Linked DNA regions of Cricetulus griseus: region 1 is linked to region 2. The links are chromatin contacts, called in public Hi-C maps. All regions are on one chromosome and are shown on one strand. Each heading gives the region's core, a stretch centred on a gene start, on an enhancer-like site or on the middle of the called end of the contact. The rest is flanking DNA. Distances are from core to core; before and after follow the strand shown.

The links. A called contact is a pair of places that touch in the nucleus more often than the background predicts.
Region 1: a contact with region 2 is called in a Hi-C map of the CHL-YN cell line, with 2.8 times the contacts expected there. The contact joins the enhancer-like site here to the promoter of Ercc1 in region 2. A contact is called at or near these places in 5 of 8 Hi-C or Micro-C datasets (the CHL-YN cell line, the CHO-K1 cell line, fibroblasts and 1 more).

The regions. Positions count from the first base shown.
Region 1 is chr9:28,054,141-28,059,630 of CriGri-PICRH-1.0, forward strand. It overlaps Fosb (protein fosB), which reads left to right. Exons shown (of 4, transcript XM_027430921.2): 4 at 1-171. Among named protein-coding and RNA genes, the nearest start is that of Fosb, 8.5 kb to the left of the region's middle. Within about 2 kb of position 2,006, at least 2 of the 6 cell types and tissues checked have open chromatin away from gene starts, as enhancers often do. A contact at or near this core is called in fibroblasts, where this site is marked.
Region 2 is chr9:28,011,675-28,016,526 of CriGri-PICRH-1.0, forward strand. Ercc1 (ERCC excision repair 1, endonuclease non-catalytic subunit) reads right to left here and starts at 2,453. Exons shown (of 9, transcript NM_001246804.1): 1 at 2,334-2,453; 2 at 1,232-1,447. The coding sequence starts at 2,423.

The DNA.
Region 1 (5,490 bases), core at 756-3,255, 42 kb after region 2:
CAGCAGGGGGCGCTGCGACGCCCGTCTTGCTGGAGCGCTTTATACTGTGAATGAGCGGCCGGATTGTGGGGTGCGCCGGGTGGGATTGAACCCCCCCCAACCCTTCAAAGCCTTCCTTGGGCCTCCCCTTCTTCTTCTTCTTCTTCTTCTTCTTCTTCTTCTTCTTCTTCTTCTTCTTCTTCTTCTTCTTCTTCTTCTTCTTCTTCTTCTTCTTCCAACTGCCTCCTTCCTCCCCTCGACAGGGAGTTAGACTTACAGGAGTGACGGGGATGCACCCCGGTGGGCTTCTTGCTCAGGCCCCAGGCCTTTTTCTCCAAGGCCTCGCGCCTTCCCCAGCCTAGGACGCCAACTTCTCCCCACCCTGGGAGCCCCACATCCTCTCACAGAGGTCGAGGCAATTTCCAGAGAAGTTTTCAGGGCTGAGGCTTTGGCTCCCCCTACCCTTGATATTTGAACCCCCAAATATTTTTTGGACTGGCATAAAGAGGGGACTGAGTTCCCGCTGTCCCACCCCATCCACCTCCTCCAGCCCCAAATATGGGTTCTGGCTCCTCCCTCCAGCTTTCACCTCGTGAGAATTCCACGAGTCAGATTTCTATTTTTTAATATTGGGGAGAAGGGCCCTACAGCCCCCCCACTCCCCATGTTCTGCATGGAACACATTCCACACCCCGTCCTGGGTCCTCGGTTCCAACCCTAACCCCAGCCAAGCTATTTATCCCTTCCCTGGTTCCCGAAAAGCACTTATATCTATTATGTATAGATAAATATATTATATATGAGTGTCTGTGTGCGTGTGTGTCTGTGCGCGTGTGTGCGTGCGTACGCGTTTCCTCGTCTGCAAGTGTGCTGTGGAGTTCGAAATCGCTTCTGGGAACTCGAGTCAGACTCTCCGGCTGCCCCTTCCATAACTGTCACTGTTTTTTTGTTGTCCCAGCCCCTCTGGCTGTTGGAGACAAGTCCTTTCTCCATCTGTTTCGCTCTGACCACTTCCAACATGTCTCCTCTCTCACTGGCCCTGATCGTCCTTCTGTCTGTCCCCTCCGGGTGTGTTGGGGACATGAAATTTTACTTTTTGAATAAGTGTGAACGGGTCGTAGATTTTTACAATTTGTATCGTGGAGAATTCTGGATGGACGTGTATGATCAGGAGAAGGGCCTTCCATAGCTCCCCACTCATGTTGTATTTGTGATTTTGTTGTTGTTGTTGGTTTTTGTATTTTGCACCTGACCCCGGGGGTGCTGGGGCAGTCTAGCACTGGGCAGCTCCCCTCCCCCCTTGGTTCTGCACTGTCGCCAATAAAAAAGCTTAAAAAAAATGTATCCATCAGGTCAAAGTGTGTATTTTCCCTGGGCACCTATTACATGGCTTTCAACAAGACAGAATGGATTTGTACTGCCAGGAAGCCGTCACAGGCACTTGCTAGGCACCTAACAAATCAGCCTATAGCTGGATAAAAGGAAAGCTGACACTCGGGAGGACTTCCCCTGTCTCCAGGCTGTGTCGCCTGCTGGAAAAGGGGCAGGTTGTCAGCTGTGAGATGCTGATGTTGAAGGGTCTGGGAGACTTTACGGCGGGGAAAGAATATATTCAGAACACTGGATGTCCATAGCAGGTTTGGGAAGACGAGAAGCAGGGGAAAGTTAGTGTTAGGTGGTGTTTTCTATTCCCCAGACTGAGAGTAGCTAGAAGAGACATTGTGAGGCTGAGGGGGACCCAGAATGGGAAAGAAAGGATCCAAGACACATGGAGGAGGCAGAGTACATGTCACTTCGTTAACAGAAAGTCTGGGAAGGAGAAATCACTGGAGGGAGGGGGGGTGCACCACCAGTCTGGTGGCCGGGGACTTCTGGTGACCTTGAAAAAGAGAAGACATTTGCTCGAGCCTCAGTGTCCCCATTGTCAGGCCTTGTCATCCATCCAGTATGTCTCAAGGTCACCCTGGTCAGGCCTCCTGGCCATATGGCTTGAGTGCTGTCTTCTCCACTGGCCTGGTTAACCTCATGAGACCAGGGCTAAGGGTGTGATCACAACTGTGTCCCCATCCATACAGCTCAAATAGAGAGACAGGACTGAGCCAGAGTGAACAAATGAACAAATATATGACTAAGAGCTGCACGCATGATTAAATACATAATCGAGCAAATGACTGGATGAATAATAAATAAATCGTTGAGGGAGAGACATCAGAGACAGACAGGAATACGCTAGAACTGTAGAAGACAAATTTAAATACACTTCTGAGATGTGTTGGATCCTTCCGGGACCGGAAAAAAGTAATTACGAAGAGGAATAAATACGAATAGAGGGGGATTTAGAGGAGTTTGTCACATAGTACCGGTTGCAGGAAGCAAAATGGGATAGATACTCCCGCCCGAAAGGTGGAATTGAACCACTCTGTCGCTAAACAGCTACAGGTTTGAAGCCTGCACCCCAGACCACTGGAGATCATCCGGGCAGAAGTATGTATTTTCGGACACATATATAAAGGTCAAAAAACAGAAATTTTTACACTTGTGGTGACTACTTTTTTTAATAACACACGACCAATTCTAGTATTTTCAACATTCTTCTCACATGTTTTAGCGAAAACATGCTTTTCTTTACAAATATGCCGCGAATTATCCCACTAGATTACAATAAGTAGCCTCATTTGCATAGCGCCTTGCATGCTGGGAAGCGGCGCCTACCGTGCCTACCTCCCCGGCTGTACAGAAACGGTACTTTTGGCAAAGTGAGAAGTCCGTTTTTATTTGTTTGTTTGTTTGTTTGATTTCGTTTTGAGAAAGAAAAACTCCTCGTGCGACACTCGGAAGCCCCTTCGTGGCGGAATTCGAGTTTTTCTGCGAGGGACGCGGGAGGCTCCCGTAGGGGCTGATGGAGCGCGGGCGGCCGCGGGCGACACCTGCTGTTCCCCCGTGGAACTGCAGGCTTTGTGCGCAGCCCGGTTAATCGGGCGCCGAGCGAGCCGGGCCCAGGCACCGCGTCCCCGGGGCGTGCGGGTGACGCCGCCGGAGGCCGCCCTTCCCCGCGGCGCGCTTCCCCACGGCGCCCTTCCCCACGGCGCCCTTCCCCGGCGCGCCTCTTCCCCACGCGCGGCCCTTCCCCACGGCGCCCTTCCCCACGGCGCGCTTCCCCACGGCGCCCTTCCCCACGGCGCGCTTCCCCACGGCGCGCTTCCCCACGGCGCCCTTCCCCACGGCGCCCTTCCCCGCGGCGCGCTTCCGCCAGGGAAACTGAGGCAAAGGCATGGGAGGTGTCATAGCCCACTTCTGCCGCCAACTCCCTCCACAGGGGAAGCGAAACCCGCACATCACACACACATCATAATCACACACATCACACACACACACACACATCACACACACACACACACATCACACACACATCACACACACACACATCACACACACACACACACACACACACACATCACACACACACACACACACACACACACACACACACACACACACACACGGGTTTTTTGAGACCGGGTTTCTTTTTGTGCATGATACCCTTACTAACACTGTTTTTTTCTGTTTCCTTGAGACAGTGTCTGTCTGTCTGTCTGTCTGTCTGTCTGTCTTGGACAGGCTCTCACTCTGTGGCCCTGGCTGGCCTACAGTGCACCGTGTAGCCCAGGCTGGCCTGAACTTTGAAGCCATCCTCCTGCCTCAGCCCCCAAGCGCGGGGATGGTCCCGGGCATGAGGCACACACGGGGTTCAAAGCTCAGCACGGCTTCCATCCCACCCAGGGCCGGGATCCCATCATCCCATCATCCCAACCCGTTTCCTCCCATCGCCCTGCCGGGCCCGCCCTGCGGGAAGCGGCTGGAGGATGCTGCACCTCCCTGCTGGGGCCAGGGACTCCGGGGTGTCCCCCTCCTCCGTGGGGTCAGGGGGGTGTCCCCCCTCCTCCGTGGGGTCAGGGTCTCTGGGGTGTCCCCCCTCCTCCGTGGGGTCAGGGTCTCTGGGGTGTCCCCCTCCTCCGTGGGGTCAGGGTCTCTGGGGTGTCCCCCCTCCTCCGTGGGGTCAGGGTCTCTGGGGTGTCCCCCCTCCTCCGTGGGGTCAGGGTCTCTGGGGTGTCCCCCCTCCTCCGTGGGGTCAGGGTCTCTGGGGTGTCCCCCCTCCTCCGTGGGGTCAGGGTCTCTGGGGTGTCCCCCCTCCTCCGTGGGGTCAGGGTCTCTGGGGTGTCCCCCCTCCTCCGTGGGGTCAGGGTCTCTGGGGTGTCCCCCTCCTCCGTGGGGTCAGGGTCTCTGGGGTGTCCCCCCTCCTCCGTGGGGTCAGGGTCTCTGGGGTGTCCCCCCTCCTCCGTGGGGTCAGGGTCTCTGGGGTGTCCCCCCTCCTCCGTGGGGTCAGGGTCTCTGGGGTGTCCCCCCTCCTCCGTGGGGTCAGGGTCTCTGGGGTGTCCCCCCTCCTCCGTGGGGTCAGGGTCTCTGGGGTGTCCCCCCTCCTCCGTGGGGTCAGGGTCTCTGGGGTGTCCCCCTCCTCCGTGGGGTCAGGGACTCTGGGGTGTCCCCCCTCCTCCGTGGGGTCAGGGTCTCTGGGGTGTCCCCCCTCCTCCGTGGGGTCAGGGTCTCTGGGGTGTCCCCCTCCTCCGTGGGGTCAGGGTCTCTGGGGTGTCCCCCCTCCTCCGTGGGGTCAGGGTCTCTGGGGTGTCCCCCCTCCTCCGTGGGGTCAGGGTCTCTGGGGTGTCCCCCTCCTCCGTGGGGTCAGGGTCTCTGGGGTGTCCCCCCTCCTCCGTGGGGTCAGGGTCTCTGGGGTGTCCCCCCTCCTCCGTGGGGTCAGGGTCTCTGGGGTGTCCCCCTCCTCCGTGGGGTCAGGGTCTCTGGGGTGTCCCCCCTCCTCCGTGGGGTCAGGGTCTCTGGGGTGTCCCCCCTCCTCCGTGGGGTCAGGGTCTCTGGGGTGTCCCCCCTCCTCCGTGGGGTCAGGGTCTCTGGGGTGTCCCCCCTCCTCCGTGGGGTCAGGGTCTCTGGGGTGTCCCCCTCCTCCGTGGGGTCAGGGTCTCTCGGGTGTCCCCCTCCTCCGTGGGGTCAGGGTCTCCGGGGTGTCCCCCTCCTCCGTGGGGTCCGTGGGGTCAGGGTCTCCGGGGTGTCCCCCTCCTCCGTGGGGTCCGGGCCTGTGGGGTGTCCCCCTCCTCCGTGGGCTCAGGGTCTCCGGGGTGTCCCCCTCCTCCGTGGGGTCCGGGCCTGTGTGGTGTCCCCCTCCTCCGTGGGGTCCGGGCCGGCTTCGCACGGGGTCTCCCACTCCAGCACACACAGACCTTCCTCCCCAGCCTCGGTTTCCCCATGCGCACGGCGTGTTTGGGGTCCCCGGTTCCCGAGAGCCGTGGTCCTCATCCTTGCTAATTCTCTCTCGCGCAGCTAACCCGATGCTGCTGCGGAGACGCCTGGACCCTGAGGTTATTTTCCGCGCTGCTTCGCAGTTGCACGGTGGCCGCCGCTGTGAATCGCGATGTGTTTCCCGGGGCCGCCTGTGGAAACGGC
Region 2 (4,852 bases), core at 1,203-3,702:
GACATCCTCAACAGCCTGGGACTGAAACTGATTGGACAAGCCGAGCTCTAATCCATGCCGGGGACACAGGCTCTGACCCCTGGTTCCAGATCTGGCTCTCCTGAAGCCCTTGTGGATGGGACACAGCGATGGCCTTTGGTTCTGCTATCTGCACCTTGACCCCATTCTTAAGACTTCTGGAATTTCCTGGGTGACAGATAGCATCTGGCATGGAATTCCTAAGCCCTGTGGGATTCCTGAGGGATGGGAACACTTGTGTTGTCCCGGGTGACTCATAGTGGCTCCCGTTTGGTCCAGAACAGATACTCCTACACAGGGGACCCATGCTCAGAGTTAAGGGTTGGGGAGGAGCTCAAGGCTCAGTGTATACCAGTAGCTAGGGATGGCACCGATCCGGCCTAGGACATAATCTGCCATACCCCAGAAGGACCAAATTCAAGAGCTTCCTTGTAGCTGGGTGCATGGGAGTCCCAGAGGGTGGGGGTGTGGAGGAAAGCGGGAGCTGAGTGCTATGTCCTCTCCCATGTCACGACACCCCAGGCATGGAAGGGTTAAAGAATGGACACACAACATACACAGGGACGAATGGATGCCTGAATTCATTGGAGCTACCCAGATATCAAAACCCTTCATTATAAAGCTGGGTGTGATCCGGGCGGTGGTGGTGGTAGCACACGCCTTTAATCCCAGCACTTGGGAGGCAGAGGCAGGTGGATCTCTGTGAGTTCGAGGCCAGCCTGGTCTGCATGGGGACTTAGTGAGTTTCAGGCCAACCAGGGCTACATAGTGAGAACCTTTCTCTAAATAAATAGGTAATTATGGGGCTCCACTGGTGAAGGGGTTTTTACTGTTTTTTAACAGTAAAAGGTAGACCTGAGGGGGGATCCCCAGCACCCACACAGACAGCTTGTCCTTGTGTGGAGTGCTCTCCCTACAGGCTCTAACTAAATGAACAACCCGGGGGACAGGAGCAGCGCTGAGGCCCTGGGGCGCTCTCCACCCACAAGCCATCAATGAATGCATGGATGGTGAGGTATCCATATGAAGGAATGGATGAATGAATGAATGAATGAATTCAGGAAGGAATTGGCAAATGAAAGAAGTGATGAATGTATGAGTGAAGGAAGGAACAAACAGTACTTCTGAGAACAGTGTGTGAGCCCCAGACCTCCTTCCACTGATCCCAACACTAACCCCTGTAACGGGGTTTCCCACCAGAAACCCTGCTCACCTGCCGGGGGCTCACAAGGATGCTATTGGATTTCGCTCCCGTTTTCACCGTCTGGCCGGGGTTCTCTCCCTTCACAGGTTCAGAGCCTGTGGGCCCTGTGGGCCCAGCCCCTCCTGGAGGCTGGGCAATGGCATACTCGGCGTACGTCTGAGGGGCCGCTGGGACCGAGGGGGCCGTGGTGCTGGGGTTCCGTGAGGATCTGAATAAGGGCTTGGCCTGTGGGCAGAAAGGAAGGCTGGGGGCTGTGAAGGAACACTGGAACCCTCACCTTCCTCTCCGACTCTCATCCTTCTTCTTCTTCCACATGCTGGGGGGGGGGGCCTAAGAACTCAAAACAAGGCTGGGGTTCTGGCTCAGTGGGTGCAGTGCGTGCCGAAGCTCTGGGTGAGCCAGGCAGACCTGGGAGGCAGAGGCAGGAGGATCACAAGGTCAAGTCGTACTCACTGATGTGGTAAGTTTAAGGCCAGCCTGGGCTACCTGAGACCCTGTCTGAAAGAAAAATTAGCCGGGCGGTGGTGGTGCACCACCATGGCAGCTCACAACACTCTCTCTCCAGTTGCCAGCCCCTGGTCTCTGCAGGCCTACATGCACGCAGTGCTCACACATATGTGCAGGCGAAACATCTACACACATAAAAAATATATATATTATATATATAATATAATATATTATATTATATATTATATGATATTATATTATATGATTATATATTATATGATATATAATAGATAATATAATAGATAATATAATGTATAAATTATATATATTAATATATATATTAAATCCAGCATGGCCCATTTCTGTAATCCCAGAACTAGGGGGGGTCAGATTGGAAAAATAGGTTCAAAGCCAACCTCAGCTACATAACTAATTTTAAGCGTTGCCCAGGAAACACGTGACCCAACCTCAAAGACCAAAACCAAACAAAAGCCATCATCACTGGCCATTGGCTAGCTGCCAGCCGACAGCTTCTAACTTAGCCCTCTCTTAACCACCCTGCCACCCCACTTTACAGATGGGGAAACCGAGGCTTGCAGAGGACAGCAGGCTGCTTTTCCAAAACAACTCAAACCCCGGGGGTCCCCCAAGCCCTCGCCCTTACCCCTGCAGGAGGGGCCTCGTCTTCCAGTGGGATCACAAACTTCTTCCTGGTGGGCTGCGGCAGGCTTCCCTCGGCTTTCCCAAGGTCCATCTGGGGCCTGAGAGGCGCGGCGACACCGGGGTGGGCACTTCCATCCTCCCGAGGGGAGCTCCGCTCACAGCGGGCCGCCCCAAAACCTTGCCTGCTTCCAGTAGCCTTAGGTTCCACAAGCCCCGCCCGTGAGCCCGCCCCTCTCAGCCTGCCCGCTCCGGATTGGCCCACGCACCGTGCATTCCCCGCCCACTGTCATATCGCCCCGCCCCCAGACTGGCTCCGGGACGGTTGGCCCCGCCCCCAGAGGCACACCTGGCAGCCCTGGCCCCGCCCAGTCTCGGCCTTGTCTCAGCCTGGGCAACGATTGGCCTCTTCCTCTGCCAATCATCCGCCCGCGGCCTCCGCCCCACCCCCTCGGCTCCTCCGCCCCTCTCGGCCCTACCTGTCGGTCTCAGGTCTGTCAAACTCTCAGCGGCTCTTTCCCGGGGAGGCCTGGACGCAAACACAACGAGGGGGATAGAGGCGACACACCGCCAGCGCGGCCAGCACAACCCCGGGCTGCACTCACTTCCGGCCTCTCTGGCCCGCCGCTCGTCTCGCTGCTCCCCCGGGGAGGTAGAGCGGAGAGGCACGGTGTCGGCGCCGCTCTCTATGGTCCTGGAGGACCGTGGAGGTGCGGGGCGGGGCGGGGCGAGCATCTCGGTGCCCGGGAGTCTGGGAAGGCCCCGCTGAGTGCTTCCCGTGTCCCCAGATTCCAGACAGGGCTCGGTGAAGAAGAGAGCAAACGGGAGAGGGCGAGGGGAAGGCAAAAAGCAGCAGAGACTCAGCCCGCTGACACTGACTCACGGGTTCGAGCCCTTCCCCACCTGCGTGCATGACTGCATGCGGCTGCGAGCCACGGCTGGCACTCCCCTAGGGCTGCAGTCCAGAGGCCAGCCAGACGTGCCTGCTCCCACCCAGACAGGGACAGCCCAGAATGGGCAGGGCCGGCAGGGGCGAGTCCAGAGGACGCGGAGACCCGGTTAGTTAGTTAGTTAGGGAGAGCACCTGACCCAGCCTGGGAGTCAGAACCGGCTCCTGAAGGAAGGGACATCCGAGACCTGGGGCCCGATGGATGATGACTTAGCATTACTCATTTCCTGAAAGGAGAGTTTCACCCTGTTTCAACTTGTGCTCCTCCGATTGCTAAGGAAATAGGGCATCGTTTTGTGAATCTAAATGGTCTTGTATGTTTGGTGTTCTTGCTCATTTCCTTTGCCCATTTTTTTTAAAGATTGGCTCATATCCTTTGCCCATTTGTTTTTCAAAAAAAGTGAGCAATTCAATTAAACAGTTTTTGAAAATTAAAAAAAGGGGGGGAGGCAAAGGAGATGAGCATGTCTTTATTACTGCCCATTTACTGGAGGGATGCTTGGGTGTCGGTCCTGTTAGTCACTTCCATAGATTGCAAATGCTTCCTCCTGGTTCATACTTTGGGAATCCTCCGTTTTTGCGTGTATTTATCAAGCATGTTCTCCTTTCGGTCTTTGTGTGTTGAGGGAGAACGTGAACTGAGGTTATAATATGAAATCCGCTATGTGTTTTTAATGTTTTCCCTGTTATGGTGTGTGTGTGTGTGTGTGTGTGTGTGTGTGTGTGCAAGCACATGCCTGCGCTGGACGTTCTAGGCAGGGGCTCTACCACTGAGCCACGCCCCCAGCCCCTCACTGGGGGATTCTAGGCAGGGGCTCTGCCGCTGAGCCACACCCCAGCCCCTCACTGGGGGATTCTAGGCAGGGGCTCTACCACTGAGCCACACCCCAGCCCCTCACTGGGGAATTCTAGGCAGGGGCTCTACTACTGTGTCACACCCCCACGCCGTTGGAATTATGATACACAGAAGAAAATATTAACAGTTAATAACTGGGCATGGTGGCGTTCGCCTTTAATTCCAGCACTCGGGAGGCAGAGACAGGTGGATCTCTGTGAGTTCGAGGCCAGCCTGGTCTCCAGAGCGAGTGCCAGGATAGGCTCCAAAGCTACACAGAGAAACCCTGTCTCAAAAAACCAAAAAACCGGAGGGAGGGAGGGACGGAGGGACGGAGGGAGGGAGGGACGGAGGGACGGAGGGACGGAGGGACGGAGGGACGGAGGGACGGAGGGACAGAGGGACGGAGGGACGGAGGGACGGAGGAAAGAAAAGAAAGTAGTAAGTAGTAGTTGACCCTACTAACACAGGAAAGAAAAACAATTGAGCGACCACCTAATAAAGGTGCGCTTCGGAATCTTGGCCTCCAGAGGGCGCGCCTGAACTGCGTGTTGTGTGAAGCCACAGCAGCCCAGCTTTTGCAAGGCGAGTCCCTAGTATACTGCTTGATTTCTCTACCTGGAATCGTTTGCTGAGGGTAAAAGGACACAGGAAAACGGCAGAGTGTGGTGGCGACCACTAGCATGCTTTTAAACCTAGCACTGAGGAAGCTGAGGCAGGAGGACTAATGCGAGTTCCA